2 separate regions of the Mus musculus genome follow, and region 1 is linked to region 2. The links are chromatin contacts, called in public HiChIP or PLAC-seq maps. All regions are on one chromosome and are shown on one strand. The core of a region is the stretch at or near the end of the contact, and the rest is flanking DNA. Distances in the headings are between cores, read along the strand shown.

Region 1 (6,314 bases), core at 3,299-5,798, 46 kb before region 2:
CCACCAAATCCAATGACCTAAATTCAATCCCTGGGATTAACATGATGTTAGGAGAGAACTAATTCCTACAGGGTATCCATGCTGGCTAGTCTTTTTGTTGTTGTTGTTTTGTTTTTGTTTTTGTTTTTTTGAGACAGGGTTTTTCTGTGTAGCCCTGGCTGCCCTGGAACTCACTCTGTAGACCAGGCTGGCTAGTCTTATGTCAACTTGACATAAGCTAGAGTTATCTGGAAGGAGGGGTCCTTAATTGAGAAAATGCCCCCATAAGATGTAGGGCATTTTTGCTGGGTGGTGGTGGCACACGCCTTTGATCCCAGTACTTGGGAGGCAGAGGCAGGTGGATTTCTGAGTTTGAGGCCAGCCTGGTCTACAGAGTGAGTTCCAGGACAGCCAGGGCTACACAAAGAAACCCTGTCTCAAAAAAACAAACAAACAAACAAACAAAGATGTAGGGCATTTTCTTAATTAGTGATAGATGTGAAAGGGCCAGGCCCATTGTGGGTGGTGCCATTCCTAGTCTGGTGGTCTTGGGTTCTATAAGAAAGCAGGCTGAGAAAGCCATGGAGAAAGGCAGCAAGCAGCACCCTTCATGGTCTATCAGCTCCTGCCTCCAGGTTCCTGATCAGGTTTCCATCAATGATGGACCACAATGCAGAAGTGTAAGTCAAATAAACCCTTTCCTCTCCAGCTTGCTTTTTGATCATGGTGTTTCATCACAACAATAGAAACTTTGACCTCCATGTGCTACACATAGCAAGTGTTCTCTCTCTCTCTTTCTCTCTCTCTCTCTCTCTCTCTCTCTCTCTCTCTCATAAATGTAATTTTTAAAGTTTTAAAGATGCCTAACTGAAATGTCATTAAATGTCAGGTGTAGCATACCTAGAGGAAAAGGCAATGGTGCAGTGGTGAAGAGGGAGGTAGCAAGTCTTCAAACAGCAGGGGAGGGCTGGGGCTGGAGTACTCACCTAGATTCACTTTCCTAGAATTGACAAAAAAAAAATAAGATAAACAAAATAATAAAATAAGAAGCCAGGGGTTGGAGAGATGGCTCAGTGGTTAAGAGCACTGACTGCTCTTCCGAAGGTCCCGAGTTCAAATCCCAGCAACCACATGTTGGCTCACAACCATTTGTAATGAGATCTGACACCCTCTTCTGGTGTGTCTGATGACAACTACAGTGTACTTACAAATAGTAAATAAAGAAATCTTTGGGCTGGAGCAAGAAGTGTCTGAAGATGCTACAGTGTGCTTACATACAATAATTAAATCTTTAGAAGAAGAAGAAGGGGCTGGAGAGATGGCTCAGAGGTTAAGAGCACCGACTGCTCTTCCAGAGGTCCTGAGTTCAAATCCCGACAACCACATGGTGGCTCATAACCATCCATAATGAGATCTGACGCCCTCTTCTGGGGTGTCTGAAATGCTACAGTGTACTTACATATAATAAATAAATAAATCTAAAAAAGAAGAAGACGATGACGAAGAAAACGAGGACGAAGAAGAAGCCTTCACTTGAGATTGCCTTGGCAATTTTTGACAATTTTTTTTCCTCCCTATATAGCCTTGGGTGTCCTGAAACTCACTCTATAGGCTGGTCTCAAACTCAGATATCCGCCTGTCTCTGCTGGCCTTAAAGGTGTGTGCCATCACACATGGCTCTCTTGTCAATTCTTTAAGGCTAGTGCTGTAGCCCAATGGCCTAGCAAGACAAGGTCCTGGGTTCAATCCTAGCACAAGTTTGTAAACAAACAAATAGATCAATACTTTCCAGATTAATTAAAAGAAAACCAGTAAGGTATAATGGCAAATTAGAGGGAATGTTGGGAACAGACAGTTTGAGACTATAAAACTCAGGTTTGCCTTGGAACGCAGCCAGTCACAAAGGCATCTTAGGGTCAGTTTCCCTGGTTGCTGGGATTACAGGTGTGAGACCCTAGCTCTGTCATCCATTTTATTCATTTCAAAAGTGGTAGCTTTCTTCATATTAGAAAAAACAGAGTTTATAGATCTCTGCCTTTCTAGTACCTTGCATACATTAATCCAAGATTTGTTGACTAGCATGAATGTTTTTTATGACCTAGGAATTTATTAATAGTTTTAAGTGCCCTTGCTGAGATGGCTTGGACATACTTTTAGTGGTTTGAATAATAATAGCCCTCAGAGGCTTGTATATTTGAATGCTTAGTCATCAGGGTGTGGGGCATTTGAGAAAGATTAGAAGGTGTGGCCTTGTTGGAAGAAGAATGTCACAAGAAGTGGGCTTTGAGGTTTCAAAAGCCCATCTCTCTTCTCCTCTCCCCTTCCCTCCCCTTCCCTCCTCCTCTTCTTCTTCTCCTTCTTCTCCTCCTTCTCCTCCTCCTTCTTCTTCCTTCTCTCTCTCTCTCTCTCTCTCTCTCTCTCTCTCTCTCTCTCTCCCCGCCTGCAGATCAGGAGAAAACTAGCTCTCGGCTACTGCTCCAGCACCATGTTCCCCAACATGATAATGGACTAAGCCTCTGGAACCGTAAGCAGGCCCTGGAATTAACTGTCTTTTCTTATGAGAGTTGCCTTGGTTATGTTATCTCTTCAGAGTAATAGAACTGTGAAAAATCCCCTTCCAAGATCAACTAAAATGTCATCATCTCTGCAAAGGATGCCATGGCTGACCTAGGCTATTAGCAGAACAGCTCTTCCTTCTTCCCGTGCTGCCGGTCTGCATGTTCCCTCTGCTTTGAGTAACTGCTGGTTCGCATCAACGGAGACCATCTGAGTCTGAAGTCAGACTACAACTGGGTGTGTGTTTTCACACCCAAAACAGAAGTAATTACGATTGCCTAACTCCTATAGCCACTGTGAAGAGGAAACAATCATAATATGAACTAGAAAGTATAGTTATTCTATGGCATAACTGATTCCCCCACTTGGAATATTAAGAGAGTACAGTGTGAACTGGTGTGGCACCCCAGCAGGTAAAAGCGTCTGCCACTAGGCTGAACAACTTGAGTTCTATCTCCAAGACCAATACTGTGGAAAAAAAGAACAGACTCCTGCAGGTTATCCTCTGATCTCCTTATCACACACACACAGAGCAAGTAAATAAATAAATGTTTAAAAACATTAAAAGCAGGGCTGGCTGGAGAGGTGGCTCAGTGCTTAAGAGCACTAGCTGTTCTTCCAGAGGACCCAGGGCTCAAATTCCAGCACCCACACGGCAGCTTACACCAGTCTTTAATTCCAGTTCCAGGGGATCCGACATCCTCATAACAGATGTATATGCAAGCAAAACAGCAATGCACATAAAATAAAAATAAGCATTGAAGCCGGGTGGTGGTGGTGCACACCTTTAATCCCAGCATTTGGTAGGCAGAGACAGGTGGATTTCTGAGTTCGGCTACACAGAGAAACCCTGTCTCGAAAACAAAACAAACCAACCAACCAAACAAACAAACAAAAAAAACATTGAAAACTTTTTTTTTTTAATTAAAAAATAAAAAGAAGTGCAGATCTTGAGCTTGGGCGATGACAACAGGTAAACAGCCTACTTCGAGGCCTGATGACCTGAGTGCCATCCTTGGAACCCACACAAAGGGAGGAGAGAGCCAAATCCACAAAGCTGTCCTCTGGCTTCCATACACAGTATTAATACTACTAATAAATACCTCTTTAAAAGAGTCCAGCTCCTAGCTCCTACGCTCCCATGGACAGTGTGGGTCACACACAGTGTTCTGTGTAAGCAGTTACTGAGTGAGAGGTCATAACCACCCAATCAGTGAGCTTGATTATAAAACAGCATTTTACTGCCACTATGTACTGAGACCTTGTCTCCAAAGGCATAAAGAAAAGAAAGGAGGAATATTTCCAGGCAGGCACTAGGCTGGGAAGCCAAGATGTATTTGATTTATTTAATTAGTATTTATAAAGAAGTCAGGCAATAACATCCTATCACTCACAGAACACAACCACAGGCACAGACATCATATGACAGTCTTCTACCTGCTTTCTTTCCCACCCTGCTTTGGCATCATTATATCACAATTAGGAGCATTGCTTTTCTACCTGACCTCATTCCTTACACAGCCGACTAGCACTGATACACTCAAAGTGGTGTCATTGGGCTGGGAGCATAGTTTGATGGGTAGAGGTCTTGCCTAGCATAAACATAAATTGTGTGTGGTGGTGTATCTTTATAGTACCAGCCTACAAAACGTAAAGGCTTTGAGTCATCGAACTCTAAGGCCAGCCTGCTCTATGCACAAGTTCATTTCCACATTAAAACCTGAAAAGCCATCTAGATATGGTGGCATGAACTTGCAGTTCCAGCACTTTGGCTGCAGCAGCAGGACTGTAAGTCCAAGGTCAGTGTGGGCTACACAGTGAAACCCAGTCTCAAAACAGGAGGCACTTAAATAAAACCACACTCTTCCTGATTCATTCTGAGCCTCTCTTCCTCCCTTTCTTTGTTTTAGTTTATTTTGTTTTGTGCGTCTGCTGTTGTGTTGTTTTCTGTAGCACAGGGTGGATGGGCTTGAATTTACAATGTATGTGTGGGTGGCCTTGAACACGTGCTCCTCCTGTGCTACTGCACCTAGCTTCTGAATGATTGCCCACTCCCTCCTCAATCATGAGAGCCAGCATTTACTTAAGTGACTCAGAATGAAGCTGTGCTCTTTTCTTTTCTTTCTTTTTTCCCTTTTCTTTCCTTTCTTCCTTCCTTTCTTCCTTTTTTTCTCTCTCTCTTTCTCTTTCTCTCTCTTTCTTTCTTTCAAGACAGGGTTTTTCTGTGCAGCCTTGGCTGTCCTGGAACTTACTATGTAGACCAGGCTGGACTTAAACTCAGAAATCCGCCTGCCTCTGCCTCCCAAGTGCTGGAGGTTAAAGGAATGCACCACCATTCCAGGCCTTGGAAGTGCGTTCTTAGGCAAGTGCTTAAAAGCTAGTGAGGGCTCAAATTTGTTATTTTCAGTTTTATATTATATACTGATTCATATCAAGAAGAAAATTGGGATCTTGTTTTATTTTTATTTATTTATTTTTGGTGTGTATGTGTGTTTTTGTGTGTGTACATAGGTACACTATTCCAAATGTGCTGGTGTGTGTGTGTGTGTGTGTGTGTGTGTGTGTGTGCGCGAGTACAGATACAGTATTCTATGTGTGCACAGTAAGAGATCAGAGGTCAACATCAGGTCTCCTCCCATCGCTCTCCGCCTTAATTCTTTTAAAGACTTCTTATTGGGGCTGGAGTGATGGATGGCTCAGTGGTTAAGACCAATAACTGCTCGTCTAGAAGACCAGTTCTCAGAACCACAATTATCTATATTCCAGTTATTAGGAACCCAACATCCTTTTCTGACCTCTATGGACACTGCATACATGTAGCACATTTACATATAAGCAGGCAAAACACTCATATACATAAAATAAAAAATTTTTTTAAACTTTAAAAAATTACGAGCACTGGTTCCTTTGGTTCCTGGCACCCACATGGTGGCTTACAACCATCTGTAACTCCCAGTTCCAAGAGGTCTAATACCTTCTTGTGACCTCTGTGGGAACCAGACATTCACTTGGTACACACACATATGCACATGCTGGTAAAATGCATATACATATAAAAAAAGATTAAAATAAATAATTTAAAGGAACAAAACCCAACCCCTTTCCTTCCTGAGCTCCTGGTTACTGAAAGTTTTACAGCCCTGATTGCGGACTAAATTCCTCAACGTGTTACTCAGTACTGAGAGCAGGGCATGGTGGCACAAAGGTACAGCCTCAGCCTGTGGGAGCGGGACTCAGAAGACAACAGTTCTAAGGTATTCTCAGGTCCACTGAAAGGCCGAGGCCAGCTGGGACAACATGAGATTCTGTCCCCAAAGACCTAAAAATGAAAAATAATAAACACAAAAACTGCAAAAGGTCTGAACGTTCTGGTCCAGCCCTCCTTATCTCCTATCACATCTAACATCATTCTTTATTGTAGTTATATAACTTGCCACTCCTGCTTAGGGTCTAAGTTCTCATACGTTTACACTGTTGCTTGAAGAAGTATTTTTGGAACCTACTTTTCAAAAATTCTACCAATCCTTTAAAATTTAGTTAAGGACATCTCCAAACAAGCCAGGTGTGGCAGTACAGTTGCTTTATCCCATCACTCTAAGGTAGGTAAATCTATTGAATTTGAGGCTAGTCTGATCTACAGATCAAGCTCCAAGACAGTCAGCGATACATAGAGAGACTCTGTCTCAAAAAAAAAAAAAAAACAAAAGCAAGAAGAACAACAAAAATCTACAAGTAGTGTTAATATAGCAAACATGGCATCTGCTGGGCTACAGTGAGGC
Region 2 (6,188 bases), core at 2,046-4,545:
TTAAAAATGAGCCCCTTTCTACTCTAAATAAGCCAGGGAACAATTTTCTTCTTATAATTAACTGTAAGTAGAAAGCGCCACTGCAGTGCCTGAGAGAGCAGGTTATTAGCTTCCCGGCATGTACATGTCTAAACCAGAATTAAGACCTTCATATGCCAAACCACACAGGACAGGGTTTGAGGAACCATCCCAAACATTTATCTCTATAAAAGAATAACGTATCATGCATTGAAATCACCCAGATGTCTGAGAACCTCACTGTTTAGACACAATCTGTACCATTGATCACTAGTTTCTAACATGTGAGTCCCTCCTTGTTGATGATAGGCCCCATCTATAATATCTCCTGTGTTCCATCTCCTGCCATCATATTGGGTAGTTATTACATCTATACAGATGACATAGTCAACACAGCCCTTAACGCTGCTGAACTATTGTAATGACCTATATAGCTCCACTTCCCTTCAACAGTACTGAGACAGTTACACCTTTTTTTCTTCCTCAGCCTTGGAAAGAACTCTGAATTTTTCCAATCATGTATTCTTACAAAACCCACTCTTCAATCACAATTCTGCTTATCTCCTCATTCTCCATCTTACTAGCTTTCTTAAAGATTTTTTAAAATTTTTTATTTTGTATGCATGAGTGTCTTATCTATATGTCTGTGTGTTATATGCATGCATCGCCTAAGGAAGCCTGAACAGGTGTTGCCTCCCCCAGAACTGGAGTTACACACAGTTGCATATAGTCACTGGGAACTGAATCTGTGTCCCCTGGGAGAAAGACCAATGCTCTTAAAAGCTAAGCCACCTCTTCAACCCCAGATTTTACTTCTTATAACTTCTAATTCAGACTGTGCAGTTAATCATAGGCCCACAGTATCATTCGCAGTCTGAAAAGTGGCTCCCATTTTATATTTCTGCTTTGCAAATTCCAGTTCTGGGTCAACCCAATCTTTTGGGGTTTGCTTTATTTTGGTTTTTGTCTGCCTGTTTGTAGGGTGTTGAGGAAAATGTAAAATCTGATGGTGGCACAACCTTTTAATTCTAGCAGAGGCGGGTGGATCTGAATAGAAGAAGAAGGAAAGGAAGGAAGAAAGGAAAGGAAAGAGAGAGAGGAAGGAAGGAAGGAAGGAAGGATCCTTACCCTTGGTGGTAGAGATGGCTCAGTGGTTTAAAGCACTTGTTACTCTTCTAGAGAACCCAGGTTCGAGTCCTAACACCCACGTGGCAGCCACAACAATCATCACTCCAGTTCCAAGGGTCTGACACCCTTTTCTGATCTCTGAGGGCACCTTCACACATGTGCACAAACATACACACAGGCACACACTTACACACCATACAGCATGATCCACATAGTGAGTTCCAAATCAGTCAGGGCTACACTGCGAGATTCTGTCTGAAACCAAACCAACAGAAGAAGCACTCATCACATAAAATAAAAATAAACCTAAAAACAACAAACCCTTGCTATTTCCCACTGATGATTCCCATGGCTATAACGCTCATGTCAGAAACTCACCGCAGTTCCGTCAACCTCCAGAGAAAGCTGATTTATCTACAGATAACTGATCACAATAAAAATAAGACCAGTCTAGTGTGATAACACGCATAATTCCCGGCTGGCCTACCCTCAAACAAGCAGAAAAAGAGAGAAAGAAGGCAGATGTGCTGCTCACTGCCGCCTGCCTTCCACTTACTCCTAAATCCGTGGGCTGACCACTGCATTACAACCACCAGATTATCAAAACTGCCTTTGAAAGAAAACAAGTCACTTCCTAATTGCCAGACTCGTGGCTTCACACTCTCCTGCTGCTTGACCTGGGAAGCGCCTGGTATCCCCCTCCCTTCTGGAGACTGTCTTTGGCTTCTGTGATACTGCCACAGTGTTCTAGCTCTCTTCAGTGTCTGTTATCCTCAGCAATGCTGCCTCTGTCCACAGCCCAATTCTCCGCTTTCTGGAGTACTACGAGGGGGTGCTAAGGTTTCAAGTATTCCTATTTAATTCCAATTTATGTCTTTAGAGCCTAACTTAATCAGTTCTATGAGCAACTTTCCACCTCTATTTGAAAAACTCGGGTTGAACTTGTCCACAACCCAACTTATCATTCTTCAGATCTACTTCTTTACATTGTTAGCACCACCAACCCAATACCATAAACCAATGAGAAAGCCCTTATGTAGAAAAGCAGAAAGCAAAAAACCCTCTAAATTCTATTCTAAAATTCTTGGAATTTCATGCCATTCTCTTCATTTTCCACAACTATTCCAGTCCATTCATCCTCTTCTCACGCACAAAACACAGCAGCCTCCTGACTACCTGGGCCTTCTGCCCTCCGGTCTTACTTTCAATCTTTCTTTCACATTTTCCAGAGATAATCCATATCAAACTCCTGCTTACAACCTTCAATGGCTCCGTATGCCTACAAATAAAGTCCAAATTCTTTAACAAGTTTTTCTCAGAGGTTTAAATTAAAAGGTTTTTCAATTGGACTAATCTGGCTTTTATTTCCAACTAAATCAGAATCGTAGTTTAGATAAGAGTCTTCTTCAAAATGAAGGGTAAGAACGTGAATAAAAAGGAGAGAAGTCTCTTAGGATAGGAGTCAGGGTGGTTAGGAGAGATGAGCACGTTTCGGAGGGAATCCAGATCTCAGAGGGAGAAGGGGGCTCGGAGACTAGTGAGGCACACTCAGTAGGGGAACGGGACGTGAAGGATTCCACAACTTCACAAGTGAGGAAGGTCAGACACAAACAACCCTTTTGAGTATAACGTCCAATGGGTTCTTGACCCCTGAGACGAGGTGGGGACTGTCCCGGGACCCGGAGGGAACTGAGAAGGAAAGGGGGAGAGGGGCAAGAGACAGTCCCCGCTTCTTTGAGAATCTCAAGTACAGCACCGGATTGTCCAGTGCTCAGCGACCCATGAGCCAAGCTGCGCGCAGGGCAGGGATGCCGAGCCTTGGTCCCCAGGCACTCTCCCGACGTTACCTGAGGCACAACTGAGCCGCGGAGGGGGCGTCTGCGCCGGCCAGAGGGTAAGGGAGGCAGCGGCCCAGAGCGAGCATAGCAGCTCCCGGCCGCGGCTGTTTAGCCTGCGGAGGAGGTGAGGGTCCCTTGGGCAGAAGCCGGAGATTGCTCAGGGCCAGCGGCGGCGCAGGAGCTGGAGGCTACTGCCATGGCCTTGCGGTCTGAGCTGCTTTCCCCCGCCTACTCGGCGGGGCCCGGAGGCGGATCACCGCTGGGACTGAGAAGGCAGCTGGAAACTCTCGGCTCCCCGCCGGTGAGTGTCTGAAACGCCTGGGGGGCAGGGGGCTGGGGGCGGGGCCCCGTGAGCTCCGCCCCCTCCTCAGGCCTCCCTCAGAGCAGCCAATCAATCGTCAACCTTTGACAAACGAGCTAATAGAGTTGCCCAATTAACGTTAGGAATGCCACGTGGTACGAGGGTGGGCACAATGGGCGTACAGAAAAGCCAATCAGCAACGCTCGGCGCCAACTCTTAGAAGATGAAGGGAACCAATAGGAAGAGAGTGGAGTTAAAAACAGAGGGGACAGTGTGTTGAAAAAGCGGAACCGGAGAGAATTCACCTTGGGGAAAACCTAGTCTAAAGAGTCTCAGAGGGCGGGACACAAGAGAGACCAATCAAACCCCCCCAAACAGAAGCGAATGGTAAATTAATTAAGCCAATTAAACAAGCACTAAACTGGCGCGGCTTTTGAATAAGGTGTTCTGCTGGATCGAATGCAGTGTCCTGCAGGAACGCAGTATATTGACAAGCTAAAATTAGCACATAATTCCTAACAACTTGAGAAAGAGCAGTAAGTATAACTTAAACGAAATGCCAAAGGGAGAGATTGAATTCAGGGAAGGCTTAGAGGATTGGTATCACCAGCTAGATGGAAAGGAGAGATATGAAAGATCTTCGAAGGGAATAACAATTCTACCCAACTGTTCATCAGGTACAGATTTCCTCACACTTTCCATAGCCATGGATCTCAAGGGTTCATAATTTTATAGCTGAACAGACTGCTAAAGAAGAATAAGAGCAGTGGGATATAGGTCTTACTCCCAACGGTTTAGGGGCCTCCCTTCAGAAATCTTTAGCATGTGAGACATAATTAAAATATGTCTAGGAGCCGAGCATGGTGGCGCACGCCTTTAATCCCAGCACTCAGGAGGCAGAGGCAGGCGGATTTCTGAGTTCGAGGCCAGCCTGGTCTACCGAGTGAGTTCCAAGACAGCCAGGGCTGCACAGAGAAACCCTGTCTCGAATAACAAAAAAAAATAAATAAATAAATAAATACTAGGGGCAGAAAGCAATGGTAATGTACCATGTGGTCCAGGGTTCAATTCCCAGCACTGAAAATAATAACACCAATGGAATGTAGTGCTACTGACAGCTGAGTTTATGAAAATGTATAGTAGGAAATAAAATTGCAAGAGGCTGAACATGAGTGGAGTTTAAATAATAAAATTATCTTTTTATTTTAAATGCTGTGTGATTTATCCTTGAACAGAAGCATAACCTAAACAGGGAATTGTTTGAGGAAGAGTAATTAGCTCACAGAATCTCTGAAGGGAGGTACTCAGGCACAGTTCTCTTGGCCTGTTCAGGATCTTTCTGACATAAATTATGTGCTGCCACCTGGTGGCAGTTCAGACCCACTGTTCCACCGTTGTCCTTTAACATTTCTGTTGAAAGATTTGGCACCCTTGCAAGTGTGTCTCCCATAGAGCTTGATACAAACAGTTGATAAATACTACTGGTAGCAATCGGAGCTAATGCCACCATGCCAGATAAATTATCTGCCCAGTGAAAGACAGAGAGAGGCTTGGCGAAAAGGCTTGTGTTAAATGTGGATCTAAATAACAAAAATTTTTTAAATTTGGGGCTGGAGATGCAGTCCATTTGGCAGTGTTAGTATGCACGGCGCCCAGATGTGGTGTCACACTCCTATCAAATCACCATTCAGAAAGTGGAGGCAGGATTTCAGGAGTTCAAGGTCATCCTCAGCTAGATATGGAGTCTAGACCAGCCTGGGACACTTGATACCTGGCCTCAAAATAAAAACTATTAAATAGAGGAAGGAGGAAAAACAACAACACCAAGGGTTCAAGTAGTTACCGTGCAAACCTGAGGAAGAGTCTGTCATCCCAGCACTCCTGGAAGGTGGGAGGCAAAGACCAACACCAGAGCTGCCTCCTAATCCCAACATGTACTCGGTAGCATGAATGTACACAAACAAGCCAGGTATGGTCTACATACCTATAATACCTGGGGTGTGGCGACAGGAGGAACAAGGCCACCTTTGGCTATATAAAGAGTCTAAAGCAAGCCTGGACAACACAGGATTCTGTCATATACACACCAAAATAAATCAATAAAATAAAACTGGGTCTGAAGCTAAGTATGATATCACTGTATCACTTGTAATCCTGGCAATCAGGAGACTCAGGCAGGATGGAAACAAGTTTGAAGCCAACCTGAGCTACAGAGTTCTGAGTCAGTCCAAGTAAATGCATACTACATACTACATACTAAATGAAAACAGGGCTGAAGAGATGGCTCAGCAGGTAAGAGCACTGACTGCTTTTGCAGAGGATCCTGGTTCGATTCCCAGCACATATATGCTGATTCTAGTTAACTCCAGTTCCAGAGGATCCAGTGCTCTCACCTGGCCTCTGCAGGCACCAGACAAGCACAGTGGTACAGACACACATGCAGGCAAAGCAAAGCACTTACTCACATGAAATAACAATAAATAAAACAAAAGCAAAAAGAACCTCTCCTCTCCTTCCCTCTCTCTCAAGGTCTTTTTTTTTTGTCCTTTTTCAAGACAGGGTTTCTCTGTGTAGCCCTGGCTGTCCTGGAACTCACTCTGTAGACCAGGCAGGCCTCGAACTCAGAAATTCGCCTGCCTCTGCCTCCCTAGTGCTGGGATTAAAGGCATGTGCCACCACTGCCCGGCACAAGGTCTTATTATACAGTTCAGAGATGGTCTTGAACTCAGAGATCCATCTGCCTCTTCCCAAGAGCTGGGCTTAAAGGTGTGCACTATCATACCCACTGAGAGACCCTGCCTCTGGTCACCACATACTCATGCTCAAAATAATCAGGTGCAAATGCACACATGCACACACACATGTACGCAACTGTGCACACACTCGCACACATGTGCACACGC

What was found. HiChIP or PLAC-seq counts read pairs in DNA pulled down with a chosen protein or histone mark.
Region 1: an H3K27ac HiChIP or PLAC-seq map of embryonic stem cells shows a contact between it and region 2, with 18 read pairs. The contact joins the enhancer-like site here to the promoter of Tesk2 in region 2. A contact is called at or near these places in 7 of 39 promoter capture datasets (the 3T3-L1 cell line, the C10 cell line, the HPC-7 cell line and 4 more), 2 of 15 datasets of contacts at CTCF or cohesin (the NIH/3T3 cell line and embryonic stem cells), 23 of 484 Hi-C or Micro-C datasets (the G1E-ER4 cell line, the HL-1 cell line, adipose-derived mesenchymal stem cells and 14 more), 23 of 115 datasets of contacts at active chromatin or transcription factors (the 230-238 cell line, CD8 T cells, the SCID.adh cell line and 13 more) and 3 of 9 other capture datasets (adipose tissue, liver and pancreatic islet).

The regions. Positions count from the first base shown.
Region 1 is chr4:116,765,130-116,771,443 of GRCm38.p6, reverse strand. All of the region lies in intron 3 of Tesk2 (testis-specific kinase 2), which reads right to left. Among named protein-coding and RNA genes, the nearest start is that of Toe1, 39 kb to the left of the region's middle. Within about 2 kb of position 4,548, at least 11 of the 459 cell types and tissues checked have an H3K27ac peak or open chromatin away from gene starts, as enhancers often do. A contact at or near this core is called in adipose tissue, embryonic stem cells, granulosa cells and 1 more, where this site is marked.
Region 2 is chr4:116,718,062-116,724,249 of GRCm38.p6, reverse strand. Tesk2 (testis-specific kinase 2) reads right to left here and starts at 3,295. Exons shown (of 11, transcript NM_146151.4): 1 at 2,994-3,295.